Linked DNA regions of Mus musculus: regions 2 and 3 are each linked to region 1. Evidence: chromatin contacts called from public ChIA-PET and Hi-C data. All regions are on one chromosome and are shown on one strand. The core of a region is the stretch at or near the end of the contact, and the rest is flanking DNA. Distances in the headings are between cores, read along the strand shown. Region 1 overlaps Txnrd1 (thioredoxin reductase 1). Region 2 overlaps Chst11 (carbohydrate sulfotransferase 11). Region 3 overlaps Glt8d2 (glycosyltransferase 8 domain containing 2).

Region 1 (2,961 bases), core at 271-2,770:
AGTAGAAAGACAATAGAGGCAGGAAGTGACTGTCACTGGCATGGCTGTGACACGGGCCGGGATCTAATAGCTCTACTAGACTGGACTCAGTTTCCTCAGTCACAGAATGGGCAGAACAAGCAGATAGCAATTATCAGTGGTCACAGAGGCGCCCCCTCAGCACAGATTAAACGAGATTCTCAACAGTGCGGGAGCAAGTGTTCCAGACCAGAGCTGCTGTGAACCGTATCTGCACTGCTGATCTCTTACAGGCTGGTGTTCACTGACCCGAGCAGGGAGCAGGAAGTACTTCCATGTGTGTGAGTGTGATTTACACGTAGACCACTGAGCTCTGTTTAAAACCAAGGACACTCGGTCACTGTGAAGTCAGATGATACTTGGCTACATCATGCTTTAATAAAGCTATGTCCAAAGAGATAGAGAGAGTGATACGCCATTGATCCTTATGTCAGTGCACAGTTCACGAGGGGTTACCCTGATCGATTCATTCACCGAACATCTGCCTCAGTGATAACTTTACACCTAAGGCAGTGTCCTGAAACCTTCTGGGTTCTAAAAAAAATCTTTCTCATCTAAAACAATTTTTAAACAAAGTATGTCATTACAGACAAACCCTGAGATTGTTTTAATAATCTAACCAAGTTCTTTGTGTGTTTGATGTAAGGCTTTGGCTTTATTCATATTTTCCCTGAAGGGATTTTTAAGGTCAATATGCTGAATACATTGAAAAAATTCAGTTTCTGGTACAATATTGAATGAGAATATGGGGCTGGAGAGATGGCTCAGAGGTTAAGAGTACTGACTGCTTCCAAAGGTCCTGAGTTCAAATCCTAGCAACCACATGGTGGCTCACAACCACCCAAATGAAATCTGACGCCCTCTTCTGGTGCATCTTTGGGCTGGAGCAAGCAGGGACTGAGCAAGCGGGCAGACCAGAGCGAACAGAGGTCCTAAATTCAATTCCCAACAGCCACGTGAAGGCTCACAACCATCTGTACAGCTACAGTGCACTCATATACATTAAATAAATAAATAAATAAATAAATAAATAAATAAATAAATAAATAAATCTTGAAAGAAAGAAAGAGAGAGAGAGAAGGAGGGAGGGAGGGAGGGAGGGAAGGAGGGAGGGAGGGAGGGAGGGAGGGAAGGAAGGAAGAAAGAAAGAGAGAGAGAGAGAGAGAGAGAGAGAGAGAGAGAGAGAGCGAAAGAAAGAAAGAAAGAAGAAAGAGTATGTGTGTATGGACACGTGTTCTGGAATATAATATAAAATGTATTTCTTACTGTGTGGCAACAGTCAAGTAAGTTTGAAAACTGCTAAGGTAGTCCATCTCTCTCACTATGGGTCTGGAATACCTGGGAGGCAGGAGTTTGCCCTCGGGCTTGGTCACTAGTGTAGCAGTGGGTACATCTCAATCTGGAGCCCAGCCAAGTCTGAGCTCTTCCCACCAGCGCAGAGGATCAAAGCAGAGCATCCGGGGTTGGGTTTGCTTGTGGTTTTTTAAAAGGTAGCTGAGGACTTCATGACTCTCCACTCATCAACACAGAGAAGCTTCAAGTGTCCCCTGACTTCCTTTACCTACGTGTGTTCTGCCTGCCTGCAGCGGGGCCCCGGACCAGGAAAGATGAACAGGCAAGGCAGCAGGCAGGAGAGCCCAGACCCTTGCCTAAGATGCTGCCCCTGGTGCTGTGGACACCAATGGCTGGAATCCTAACATTCATGGTCAAAAGCTACACATCTCCACAAAGACCCGTCGCCGCACTTACATCGTCTTTAAGGTTGCAGATTATTTTTGCATAACATTTGTTGTTATCCCGGGATGGGACTGTCCATTCCAATGGCCAAAAGAAACTATGGTAAACCTGGAAGACACAAGCACAGGTCAGACTTGTTTCCTTATGTGGGATGTTGCCCAGCAGTAGGTGTGGAGGTACTTCAATAATTAGCGCTGCTGATAAAGTTCACAGAATAAACTGACTTCATCAAAAGACAAATAACTTGGAACTTTGTTGTCAAGACCCCTTTGACTAATCTTAGTTCAACATGATTAGTAAACCTTAAGTAATATAACAAAATGACCAAGAAAATCAAGAAAGAAGCCACAAAATTACTGTCTTACATAAGACAACAAGCGGGCGGTGGTGGTGCACGCCTTTAACTCCAGCACTTGGGATTAAAGCGGAAGCAGGTGGATCTGAGTTTGAGGCCAGCCTGGTCTACACAGGGAGTTCTAAGATAGCCAGAGCGACAGAATAGACATATTAATGTTTCAGAACAAGAAAAAGAAAAGAAACAAAAAATACAAAGTGACCTCCTGGTTAGTGTAGGTCAGTGTTTCTCACCCTGTGGGTTGCCTTTGGGGGCTGACTCTTAGATGTCCTCTATATCAGACAGTTACATTATGATTTCTAACAGTAGCAAAATTACAGTTATGAAGTAAAACTGAAATAATTTTATGGGGGTGGGGGAGTCACGACAACATGACGAACTGAACTGAAGGGTCATAGCTTTAGGAAGGCTGAGAGTCACTGGCTCAGAGGAATGAGAGCTGTACATAGCAGGGGCAGCTCTAACAACCAGCTAGCTGGTGCTTCTTCCTGCTTCCAGAAAGTTCCTCCAGGAACCTTACCAGACAGCACAGGAGGAGGGAGAGAGGTGCAGGGGAGCCAGAAGACAGGGGCTCTGTTTGATGTGTCTTGGGCATGACAAGCAAGACTATTTCCTCCTCTGGGGACCCACATCAGTGCTCTGATACAAAAGTCTAACGCATGTAAAATTACTTAGGGAAAGACCAAGGAAAGCCTTCCAAATGGCTACACTACAGACAGCATCTGTGAGTAGTTGATTCCTGCTTCTTTAATTGGGTTTTTCAAAATGTCTCACTTTTGTAAGGAAAGTAGCAAAGCAAAGTAAGAAAATTCAGTCTTTCTGTATGAACACGACTTGCTTACTAATAACCT
Region 2 (2,795 bases), core at 148-2,647, 210 kb before region 1:
TGTAGGACTACAGGCCAGTGAGGTGCGGGAATCCTTGTTTGCCTACCTCCCCGATGCTGGGATTGCAACACAGGGCACCACACCAAACCCCACACCTACGACACCACAAGACACACGAAACGCCAGCTTTCTTTTTAACCCCCTTCTTAAAATCAATGTGATAGGGATCTGAATTCAGGTCCCTCATGCTTGTGTGGCAAACACTGCCCAACCAAGCGTCTCCCTGGACCTTGTTTGTTTAGACACGGGGTCTCCTGTAGCCTAGGCTGGCCTCAGGTTCCACAATGATAACTTTCCATTTCTGAACCCTTTGCTTTCCCCTCCCAAGGGCTGCGATTACAAGTCTGTACCACCATGCTGTCGTTCCTGCAGAATTGGGAAGCAAACCCAGGGCTTTGTGCCTTGTCTGTGTGAGTTAGCCTTGCCGCTCATTCGCTCAGCTAGCAACTATGCACAGCTTATACAGAGCCAGCGCTCTCACCAACAGAAGCCCAGTGAACCCATTACTAACCAGGGCCACAGACCCTCTCTGGATGGACAGCTCAAGGCCTGGCCTGCCTGCAGCCTGCTCGGGCTTGCTCTCACTGGCAGGTCCCTCCTGTTAATGAGGGGACAGACCCAGAACTCTCCATCAGCACCACTCTGCCAACACCAGTACTGGTAGGGCTTTACCAGAATGGAAGATGGCTGCCAAACCACCTCCATTGACATCTGAAGAACAAGCAGAACACGGAAATAGGCCCTTGTGGGCAAGGAACATGAACCAAAAAGAAACTTACACATGGTTACTATGTCTGGGCCGGGAATGCTCAAAAAAGGAACATCTAAAAACAGCTGCCTAACATTTTTATTTTTATTTTAGGAAACAAAAAAAAGTTCCAAACCCATAGAAGTGCTAGCTTCCTGCAACTTCCCTGAGTCAGACATTGTCTCTAGCCTCCGCAAACACACTCTTGGCTTGGGAGTGCTCAGTCTAGCTCAACAAAGTGCCTGTGTGAGTCTGAGGGAGAGTTAGCCAAGCCAGGAAGGGGGACTGTACTTGTAGGCTCCCTCTCCCATTTTTTTCCCTGAATCCACCCACTGGGGACAGAGGTATTCTGAGGACCCTATGGGAAGACTTTAAAGTTAAAAAAAAAATACTGGCTGCTAAACTTGGCTGTATGTTATGCTATTGTTCTGAGGACTTCAAAGAAATCAGCTCATTCCATTTTGGAACAACTCAGAGATCTAGAAACTGACAGCACCCCTAACACACACACACAGAGACACACACACACACTTTACAGATTAAGAAACTGGGGCTCAGGGAGATTAAAAAGAGTACCCCGAATTCCCTTACCAGGGGCATCTGGCTTTACCAAGTCTTAACTGCTGTGTGACACAGTGTGGTTAACTGAGGTTAAGTAATTCATTTCCGGTTTCCAGATGAGGAAATCAAAGCCCCGGCCCCGGCACCGCCCCCGAGATCCTGAATTCCCTCTCAGGTGGTCTGGTCCTGCCAGTGACAGGAAGAGTTAGAGCCCGATGGAGTTAGAACCTGGGCTCCAATGCCCTCACCTTCAGTTAAACTGTGCTGTGGAAGACCTGTCATCGTGGCTGGGTGGCTGGTAGGAAGGGCACAGCGAGGGCTGTCACACCCCAGGTACTCATTCTTTTCCAGCCTGCACTTAGGCTCTTAGAGGGTCATGCACAGGCCCCAGCCCCAGTGCAGAGGGACTCTTCTTCCCTGAACCCCAGAGCCCTGGCTAGTTTTATATCAATTTGACACAAGCTAGAGTTGTCAGGGAAGGGGAGCCTCAAATGAGAAACTGCCTCTCTAAGACCCAGCCATAGGCAAGCCTGTAGGGCATTTTCTTAATTAGCGATTGATGCTGGAGGGACCAGCCTTTGTTCCTGGTGGTCCTGGGTTCTGTAAGAAAGCAGGCTGAGCAAGCCATGGGAAGCAAGGCAGTTAGCAGTGCCCTCCATGGCCTCTGCATCAGCTCCTGCCTCTAGGTTCCTGCTCTGCTTGATTTTCTGTCCTGATTTCCTTTGATGATGAACTGTGATATGGAAGCATAAGCTGAATAAACCCCTTCCTCCCCAAGTTGCTTTGGTTATGGCGTCTCATCATAGCAATAGTGACCCTAACTAAGACACATGTGTCTGGTCACATGCTGAGCTCACAGGACCCAGGAAAAAGCAGCTGTGTTCAGAACCTCAATACCTCATATTAGATTTTGAATGTGAAATGTCCACAGTAGGCTCCTGAATTTGGGTACTTGGTTCCCAGCTGGTGGTACTATTTTGGGGGGTGGGGTGTCTGTGGGAGTTTTAAGAGATGGGGCCTCACTGGAGGAAGCGAGTAGTTTTCAGAAGACAGGTCTCGAAGTGCAGTCTGGCAGGGTTTCCAGCCAAACTATCCCCGCTTTCTGTCTGACACCCAGATGTTATGAGCCAGTGGTACCTCCAGCCACCATGCCTTCGGTGGCCGCTTGATAGGCAGTATCTCCTAAATTATTAGAATAAATGAGAAAGGTACCTAATTCAATGCACACTGAAGAGTCCCTGCCAATGCCTAGCTAGGAAGCCAGCTAGGTTCCAGACACACAAGACACAGTCCCTTTCCTCTAGAGGGCTCTTTACCTCAAGAAGCCAGTGCAAATGACCCAGGGACACACCAGTAAGCAATGACAGTGATGTCACTTCAATGGCCACATGGTCCAGTACACAAAATTGATTCCAGACAGCGTAAGGAAATCAGAACACAGACTCCCTTTGGTTTTTTGTTTGTTTGTTTGTTTTTTTACCAATGA
Region 3 (3,023 bases), core at 463-2,962, 220 kb after region 1:
ATGAACCACTATGTGTTTGCTGGGAATTGAACTCAGAACCCCTGGAAGAGCAGTCAGTGCTCTTAACCACTGAGCCATCTTTCTAGCACCCCCTCTATTTTCTTAATGGATTGTTATTATTTCTTAAGCATCCTCACTAACTGTATTTTGGGGAGAGGTGCTAGAGACTTAATCCACGCTTCCACAGAGATTAAGCACATGCTCTCCCATTGAACCAAGCGTGACCTGTGATATTTGAACTACAAACTTACAGTAATTAAAATCTGTAGATCATATTATAATTTGGAGCTGGTTTTTTCTATAACATGTCATACTAAAAAATGAATAGGAGTTAGAGTAAAAGGAAAACAACTGAAAAATCAAAATTTAAATGTGTTTTAGAAATACAGGATAGCTGTGTGATCTTGGTCTGGACAGTACCTCCCTGAGCCCAGGAATTAGGAGGGGAAAAAAAAAGCTGATGGACTTGCCAGTGTAACACAAGAACTTCTGGATAATGAAGAACAGCGAATGGAATTAGCTCTAAAATAGATTAGTAAGAAGAATGGCTTATAATGAAGAACTGTTGCAAACATTTTAAAAAAACGTAAGCCTCGTAGGAAAATGAATATAAAATATGAATGGACACTAAGGCCCAGGATTCCATCCACAGCTCTGTAAAAATAGCACCACCAAGAGCCAGCACCTGTACTCCTGAACAAGCTGGGGAAGAAAGGTTGCAAATTAGAGAGCAGACTAGGCTTCGTGGTGAGACCTTATCCCAAATAAACAAACTAGTCAAATAACCAACCAACTAACTGGCCAACTAACTAACCAGCCAACTAACTAACCAGCTGTCATGGTTTGTATATTCTTGGACCAGGGAGTGGCCTCATTTGTAGGTGTGGCCTTGTTGGAATAGGTGTGACCTGGTTGGAGTACGTGTGTTACTGTGGGTGTGGGCATAAGATCCTCACCCTAGTTGCCTGGAAGTCAGTCTTCCACTAGCAGCCTTTGGGTGGAGATGTAGAACTCTCAGCTCTGCCTGTGCCATGCCTGCCTGGATGCTGCCATGCACCTTGATGATAATGGACTGAACCTCTGAACCTGTAAGCCAGCCCCAGTTAAATGTTTTTTATAAGACTTGCCTTGGTCATGGTGTCTGTTCACAACAGTAAAACCCTAACTAAGACACCAGCCAAGTAATCAACCAGCCAACTAATCAATCGACCCAGTCAAAAGAGAATAGATCACACAATTCATAGCAATACAGTCAACAAAGTGGGTGTCTTTAGTTCTAGCTGGTTTCTCCTCCCCCAGTGTTTAAATATTTTGAAACCTGTTCTCATTGAGCCAAAATATAAAAGCAGAAGGTATGAACCCACAGTCCATCTCTGTAGATAGCCACAAGCAAACATACTTCTGTGGCAACTACCACATTCCCCCAAGCAATAGTAAGAGCTCTGCCACCAAGCTACCTACCCCTAGCCCTTTCCTGCCAATTTGCAATCAGCTGCAAATGTTGCCATCTGTGGCTTGAGTGGCCCGCCAACTTTGGAGACGATTTCTACCAGGAATGTCATAATGAATCAGATGAAAGATAGACACCCTGTGAGACTGAGTGCTGAAGGGGAGAGGGTGGTGGAGGAAGAAAGACAGGCTGAAGGGGGGAGGAGGAGGGGTGAGAGACAGAGGGGGAGGGAACGGAAGACTGTCAGAGGCTGGGCACACAAACACACACACACACACCCGCCACAGTGTCTCAGCAGTAGCATGTGGCAGTTGGTCTGGTGAGTGCAGCTGCTACTTGCCGAGAAAGGACCCCATCTTGTTGTTCTAGTTTCCTGTGGATTTTTGGATGTAGGACTCAACTCAGTTATTACTACCTTGTTCATTTCCTTTGCAGAATGAGTTATGAGATTGAGGGTGGGGAGGAGGAGATATTGGAAGTGAGGCCAGATGGCGAAGCAATCAGAAGGCTTTATAACGTGGAAACGATGCCTACATATACTTAACTGTAACTTTCCCGGAGCAGACGAGCCCCGGGAAGGATATGCAGATTAAATTCAGGAAAGATTCGAAACGTGTACCTGAAGTTTTCTGTTATCTCTTTAGAAAATGGATCGAACATTCTAAACTGAGAGAAATAAACTTCAAAATTGTGGAGTTCAATCCTACAGTCCTCAAGGGGAAGATTAGACCAGACTCATCGAGGCCTGAGCTGCTCCAGCCCGTGAGTATACAAGTCATGCACACAGTGGGGACAGTAGGGACAGTCCTGCATCCACATTCCCTGTAGAGCTCTAGCCATCTGATGTGCACATAGGATATTTCAGTCCCAAGTGTGCTAGATCTCCATGAAGCTCTGCTTATTTTTAACTCAGCAGCCACCTGCTCCAGGAAAGCTAGGGTTTATATAAGCATAATGAAGCTACTGAAAAGAATCGAGGCATAAAAATGGAGACTACGTATGTGTGCGTGAAGGAGGGCTACAGTTGGGAGCTGGAGGTAGGCGGAGTCGTGAGGTCAGCAAAATCATCCAAAACACCTCTGCTCTTGTAACTTCTTTGCTTAATCGTTGGTTAGCTCTGATTCTTCCGGAAGCCAAGGAAAGCCAGCAGCACGACAGCTATGTGCCTTGGTGTTGGCCACATGTTTGAGGAGAAGCCAGTCCTTTTCCTAGTGCTAGGGGTCATTTTTCTTGCAAGAGTGCCCACACATATGAAGTGTCCTTCATAAAGAACAGTTGTGTGTGTGTGTGTTATATGCTTATGTGTCAGTGAGCCCAAGCAAGCCTTTCTCCAGTGTCCCCCTAGTTCCTCACCCCTCCTTCCAGTCCCAACTTGTCATCCCCAGCACTGGGGGTTCAGATAAGTGTGCTTCACTCATCTGTTCATGTAGGTACTGGGGATTCGAACTCAGTTCCTCATGTTTACCCGCTGAACCATCTTTTCAGTCCAAGAGCAGTTCCTAATGGCAATTTTGTAGAGACTAGCCACCTGCTATATGCAGTTTATTTAAATCCTTCCTTTCTAATTAGCTTC

What was found. Hi-C and Micro-C count contacts between places; a contact is called where the count stands out from the background. ChIA-PET counts read pairs in DNA pulled down with a chosen protein or histone mark.
Region 2: an RNA polymerase II ChIA-PET map of memory CD8 T cells shows a contact between it and region 1, with 19 read pairs. The contact joins two enhancer-like sites. A contact is called at or near these places in 1 of 115 datasets of contacts at active chromatin or transcription factors (memory CD8 T cells) and 1 of 9 other capture datasets (adipose tissue).
Region 3: a Hi-C map of Th1 cells shows a contact between it and region 1, with 3 times the contacts expected there. The contact joins two enhancer-like sites. A contact is called at or near these places in 1 of 15 datasets of contacts at CTCF or cohesin (large pre-B cells), 21 of 484 Hi-C or Micro-C datasets (the AML12 cell line, B cells, the C2C12 cell line and 14 more), 7 of 115 datasets of contacts at active chromatin or transcription factors (CD8 T cells, T-cell acute lymphoblastic leukemia, cardiomyocytes and 4 more) and 3 of 9 other capture datasets (adipose tissue, embryonic stem cells and liver).

The regions. Positions count from the first base shown.
Region 1 is chr10:82,886,075-82,889,035 of GRCm38.p6, reverse strand. It overlaps Txnrd1 (thioredoxin reductase 1), which reads right to left. Exons shown (of 15, transcript NM_001042513.1): 13 at 1,768-1,863. Among named protein-coding and RNA genes, the nearest start is that of Eid3, 21 kb to the right of the region's middle. Within about 2 kb of position 1,520, at least 30 of the 459 cell types and tissues checked have an H3K27ac peak or open chromatin away from gene starts, as enhancers often do. A contact at or near this core is called in CD8 T cells, the G1E-ER4 cell line, T-cell acute lymphoblastic leukemia and 2 more, where this site is marked.
Region 2 is chr10:83,099,718-83,102,512 of GRCm38.p6, reverse strand. All of the region lies in intron 2 of Chst11 (carbohydrate sulfotransferase 11), which reads right to left. Among named protein-coding and RNA genes, the nearest start is that of Chst11, 120 kb to the right of the region's middle. Within about 2 kb of position 1,397, at least 49 of the 459 cell types and tissues checked have an H3K27ac peak or open chromatin away from gene starts, as enhancers often do. A contact at or near this core is called in memory CD8 T cells, where this site is marked.
Region 3 is chr10:82,661,355-82,664,377 of GRCm38.p6, reverse strand. It overlaps Glt8d2 (glycosyltransferase 8 domain containing 2), which reads left to right. Exons shown (of 10, transcript NM_029102.3): 5 at 2,095-2,212. Among named protein-coding and RNA genes, the nearest start is that of Glt8d2, 28 kb to the left of the region's middle. Within about 2 kb of position 1,712, at least 71 of the 459 cell types and tissues checked have an H3K27ac peak or open chromatin away from gene starts, as enhancers often do. A contact at or near this core is called in CD8 T cells, the G1E-ER4 cell line, T-cell acute lymphoblastic leukemia and 2 more, where this site is marked.